2 separate regions of the Sus scrofa genome follow, and region 2 is linked to region 1. A link is a contact called in public Hi-C data. All regions are on one chromosome and are shown on one strand. The core of a region is the stretch at or near the end of the contact, and the rest is flanking DNA. Distances in the headings are between cores, read along the strand shown. Region 1 holds the start of SEMA3B (semaphorin-3B). Region 2 holds the start of TUSC2 (tumor suppressor candidate 2).

Region 1 (2,571 bases), core at 48-2,547:
GGGCCACCAGGAACCCTGGGCCTCTGGCTGGGGCCCAACCCCCACCCGCTCCGCCCCTGCCCTCCGCCTCCTGCACATTCCTCCCCGGCTGAGGTCAGCCCCTCCGGGATGGGGGGAGCCCCCCCCATCAGCCACATCACAGCTCTCCACTCACTCCTGTTTTCTTCGTTGCCCAGCAGGGGGGGAAGGGGGAGGGAGAAAGAAGAGGGGCCTGCGGGTGGGGCCTCCCTCTCCCCTCCTTTCCTATAGCCTGGGGGAAGCGGGGGAGGAGGTGCCAAGAATGCTGCAAAAGTCGACTCCTGGGGCACCCTGTGCTCATTAACATACATTAACATAAATCCCACATTCCCTTACTCTGCTGGGGGAGAGCATCAGGAGAGTATTGGTCGGGGGGCTCAAGATGCATCTCGAAGAGGATGGACTGCGCCTGCCTCAGGGATCCCCACCAAAGTAGCTGAGGAGGGGCGGGGTTGAATCCTGACTCTGTCGCTCACCAGCTGTGTGTCCCTAGAAGCAGAATGAATCTCTCAGATTCCTCTCCTCACTTGCCCCAGGTTATAAATGGTGGGCCAGGCAAGTCTGGCACATGTGGGGTCCACAGGTGTGCACTCTGGTTGCCATCCCAGCATTGGGCATCCTGTGGCATGCAGGCCACCAGCCTCGAGGGAGATTCCACGGCAGCCCCTTCCAGCCCAGCTTCATGGGACGTTTTCTCAGGCTTGACTCCTCTCCTGTTTCCCTCCCTCCCCCACCGCCCCTCTACCCACCCTCCCAGCCCCCAGCCCAACGCCCGAACCTCCACCTGAACCTCTTTCCCTGCCCAGCGACTGGGGACTCCTAAGTCTTCTTACTCCAAGTCTCCAACCCACCCCAACAGTGCCCAAGCCTACACTCCTCCCTCCAGAGAGCGGCCAACTCAAGGAGGCCTTCCTGTCTCCTTCAAAACAGGGCAAAGCCCCACCCCCTCACCTCCCCCCCTGCAGCTTGAAGCCGGACCCCTTCACAGGGGACCCAGCCTTGGTGGTCCTTCTGCCAGTTCTCCTCGGAGTACCTCCCTTCAGGACCCTGCCCTCCCCAGCCCCTCACTCAGAGAGCTTGCTGAAACTTGGGGACACCCCAGGCTCTTAGCCAGGCATTTCATACACCCCTCCCTAGCTCAGCCCGAGGTAACCTCGCCAGAACTCCAGCCACCCCAGGATTCAGCCTGGGCTGGGCCCTCCACCCCTTAGGCCTTCCCGTTTGCCACCTGCTGGCCTTTTCCTCACCACTCACCTCCTCACCCACCTTCCTCTGGAGCTCTGGACGCTTGTTACACCGGGTCCAAGCCTCTCTGCAAGGGCTCAGGGTTCCCGGCAGATGCCAGCACTTAAGGGCCTCAAGCACAGGGAAACAAGTGCCTGCAGGAGGACCTGCACCTTCTGGGGCCTGCTGGGTCTTGGGGGGGTTGATGGAAAGGGATAATTCAGGCCCCTTTTGACCCTGCAGCAGCCACTCAGGACTTGACTCCCTCCACCCATAATGAGGTCAGAAAACAGAGTAATGCCAAGGAATGTCAAACAAATTTTTTTCCTAAATAACATCACCTGTGAGGCTGGGTCTCCTGCAAGGGGAGAAACAAAAGCAGGGAAGGAAAAGAGATCCACGGCCTTGACCCTTACCCCTTGGACACTAGTGCCCGTCACTGTGTGGTTAACTGAGGAGCTGACTGGCTGGCAGAACGGACACACTTGCTGTCGCACAGCTGCACGCAGACCTCAGCAGGCTTGAGGCTCTCCTTGGGAGTGTGCTGGGTGCTGGCTTCCCCTCCAGGTGTTCAAGGGAGACTTGGGGGAATGCATAGCCCTATGGCAGGGATGAGGGTCGCTAGGATCCCTTTCAGGGCAAGAGACCCAAGGATTGGGTTCAGCTGTTTGAGAGTGGGCTGGACCCAGAACTCAGCCAAGAGAATCTGGAGTCCTATCCCAGACCTCTTCCTGACTCCCAGGGCAACTAGGACCTAGCTGGCCATGCCACAGGCCAGGTGGCTGGAGTCAGAGCTCCAGCCTTGATGCCTGACTTGGAACTCTGGGTCAAGGGTGGGGAATGATTCTGAGGGGTCCTCAGGGGAGAAGGAGGATCTCCTGACATCAGGAGGAGCCATGGGACTGCCCTGGAACATGGTAAGGGGTTCTTCTAGGCCTCAGCAGCCCCCACAGCCTCAGGTGCTCAGGTTCTAATGGGGCACCCCCTCCTTTCTGCACCTAGCAACTGAGTCTCCACCCACCTGCTGGGGGTGGGGGGTCTGGCCCAGGGGCGCTGGGAAGTGGCTGCAAGCCTGGACTGCCTCTTCCCCACAGCATCTCCCTGCATCCTCCCCTCTTCAGACTTCTCTGACTCTGAGGGCTTGTCTCTCTCTTCCCAGCTGTGTCCCGGTGTCATCCCCCCGCAATGGATTAAAAATAGCAAGGCTGCTACCACATGAGTAGCCTGAGCAAACTATTTGGAGTGCAGCAGGCCTTCTGGGAGGTGGATCGGCCTCTTGACAGTCCCCACTGGTGGGAGACAGCCCACTTCATACTGGGATCCATGGCT
Region 2 (2,571 bases), core at 26-2,525, 78 kb before region 1:
ATCTTAGATACAAGAATCTTTGAGATCCTACAAACAAATAATAGGGTCATGTTTGCAGGGATGAGGGCCCTCATCTATGGTGAAAGATTGTGTTTTAAGTCTTGGATAGGGTCTCAGGACAGCCCTGTCACAACCAAGGATGGATATTCTAGGCATCAAGGAAGTCTAGGATTCTCTCTGTAGCACCCTCTGACTCCTCAGACACTCTGGGGTCAGGTAGTGCTAGCTCATGGTGCAGCAATGGTGCCTCAGTGCCTCCTCCAAGGAGGATGTCCCTGGGTCAGGGTTTGTGTGTGGGCACTGGCCCACCTCTGTGCCTTGTTTGCCAGTCAAAGCCAGGGTCTTTCCCTTGAGTATTTTTGATGATGTGTGCGAATGTATGTAATATTTTGTGACCTCAGCTCACTGCCTCCTGTTGGGAAAGGGGTCGGGGTGAAGGGCATCAGGGCCTGGGGCTTGAGAGAATTGGCTGAATAAAGATTTAAGCATTCTGCTTTTGGATTCTTTTACGGGCCCTCATCTGCAGTTGCCCCTCATGCCAGTGGCTGCCAAGATTGACAGACAGCCTCATAAAGCACCTTTTCCACGGGGACCATGAGACCAATTTGTGAAGGTTGTGCGATATGGATATGTACTTGGTCATTAGTCAACACCTGGGAGCTCAGGGCATGGTAGAGGCAAGAACATCAGCTGTGGCCGGAGCTTAGGGAAACCACACACTTCGCCAAATATTCAGACACTGGTGTGGAGCAGACACTGCTTATGGGACCGAAGGTACAGATGTTAACCTTCATGAAGCATGGTTTTTGGTGGGTTTAGAAAGAACACGATTTGAAGTTCTTCAGTCCTGAATGTAGCCATACAACCACTGGCCAATTCTCCTTAAGTTCGGTATTTTCTCCGCATGCCACGGTGGGAATAGCAAACAGCGTGGGAATACAATGAGGCCAGAGAGGCACTTCCCAGCCTGGCCTGAAGTCAGGCCCTAAAGTGCTGGTTTGAGAGGACCTGGTGGTTGGACGGGTCCGCTGAGCCTGACTTCTAGGGGTTGTGGACGTTTACGCCGCCACACACATCGAAGAAGCCAGGAGCACACCGCCACAGGTTTCTTGTGTGGGAGCGGCCCCAGGTGGAGGGAGCGTGGCCTGCTGGGAACTGACGTCTCGCAGTGCATGCTAGGATGCCTAGCATCGGAGGACGGCTATTGGCCCTGCTCCGCGGATCGACGAGAGAAGCAACCAATTAGAGGGGGCAAGGTAAAGAGCATTCGGAAGCGGAAGTGAGGTTTCCGTGGAGACAGCGGAGCCTGAAGGTGGTGGTGGCGGCGGCGGCGGCGGCGGCGGCGGCACCTGCGAGCGGAGGCTGAGGCAGGGCATGGCGGTGCTGTCGGCCCTCTAAGAGCGAAGCGGCCGCGGACCCCGCCATGCATCGGTGGCCCTGACATGGGCGCCAGCGGCTCCAAAGCTCGGGGCCTGTGGCCCTTCGCCTCGGCGGCGGGGGGCGGCGGCCCGGAGGCGGCGGTCGCTGAGCAAGCTTTGGTGCGACCGCGGGGCCGAGTCGTGCCCCCCTTCGTATTCACGCGCCGCGGGTAAGGGCGCGGGGTTCCGCCTTGGGGAAGACAGACGGGCGGCCGGGCGCCCCGCGTCATGGGGCGCTCCCGCCGCTGTAACCCCTACACCCGAGTCAGGATGATTTTCTTATTTCCGGTCCCCATAGGAACAAGGGGTCGGGGAAACGGAGTAGTAGGTTCCTAGCGGTCTGGCTGCTCTGAAGGTCTCTCGAGGAGAAGAGCGGGCCTGAGGCTTGTCCCTGGGCATGCCCTCCGCACAGTGAACCTAAGATAGGGATTTCCTCTCAGAGACTTCAGAGCCACTTTCATTCCTTCCGTTCCAGCCTACAAGCTGAAGGCTCCTATCCTCCCTCACCTCTAATTCTTCCTAGAGGAGAATGGCCCTCTGTTTTGTTTTTTTTTTTCCGTTTCCCACAGTGGTGGGGTTGGATCTCTCTGGGTAATGGCCGGGAAAGCAGGACTGGGCCCTAGCATTGGGGATGGGGCCCTGGGAAAAGACCCTCAACCAGGTATGTTTCCCATACCTGGAACACTGACTTCTCCCCTCCCCTAGGGGGTCTAGACAGGAGCTCTAGATTGGCCTGTCCCTGACTCGCACCTGGGGACTGGCACTCAGATGATGCTAGTTTAGATTTGTCTTTAGATACTAGGAGGGGAGTTCCCCTTGTGGCTCAGCGGGAACCAATCTGACTAGTAACTACAAGGACGCTGGCTTGATCCCTGGCCTTGCTCAGTGGGTTGGGGATCTGCCGTTGCTGTGGCTTTGGTGTAGGCCCACAGCTGCAGCTTGGATTCGACCCGTAGCCCAGGAACTTCCATATGCTGCGGGTGCGGCCCTTAAAAAAAAAAAAAAAAAGATACTAGGGGGATCCCAACAGTGGCTGCATCAGCCACCTGGGTGGGGGAGGATGCAGCCTTTTCCTCTTTAGGCTTCTTCTTAGCCCAGGCATCTGCTATCTCAGGCTTTGGTCCTGGGCCAGCAGTGTCTTCTGTAGTGACAC

Evidence for each region. Hi-C and Micro-C count contacts between places; a contact is called where the count stands out from the background.
Region 2: a Hi-C map of subcutaneous adipose tissue shows a contact between it and region 1, with 2.4 times the contacts expected there. The contact joins the promoter of TUSC2 here to the promoter of SEMA3B in region 1. A contact is called at or near these places in 1 of 5 promoter capture datasets (fetal liver), 13 of 47 Hi-C or Micro-C datasets (alveolar macrophages, blood, embryonic fibroblasts and 8 more) and 2 of 2 datasets of contacts at active chromatin or transcription factors (alveolar macrophages and skeletal muscle).

What each region holds. Positions count from the first base shown.
Region 1 is chr13:32,735,826-32,738,396 of Sscrofa11.1, reverse strand. It overlaps SEMA3B (semaphorin-3B), which reads right to left and starts at 1,297. Exons shown (of 18, transcript XM_021068808.1): 1 at 1,273-1,297.
Region 2 is chr13:32,814,076-32,816,646 of Sscrofa11.1, reverse strand. It overlaps TUSC2 (tumor suppressor candidate 2), which reads left to right and starts at 1,275. Exons shown (of 3, transcript XM_003132224.4): 1 at 1,275-1,588. The coding sequence starts at 1,443. RASSF1 (ras association domain-containing protein 1) reads left to right here. Exons shown (of 6, transcript XM_021068824.1): 6 at 1-491.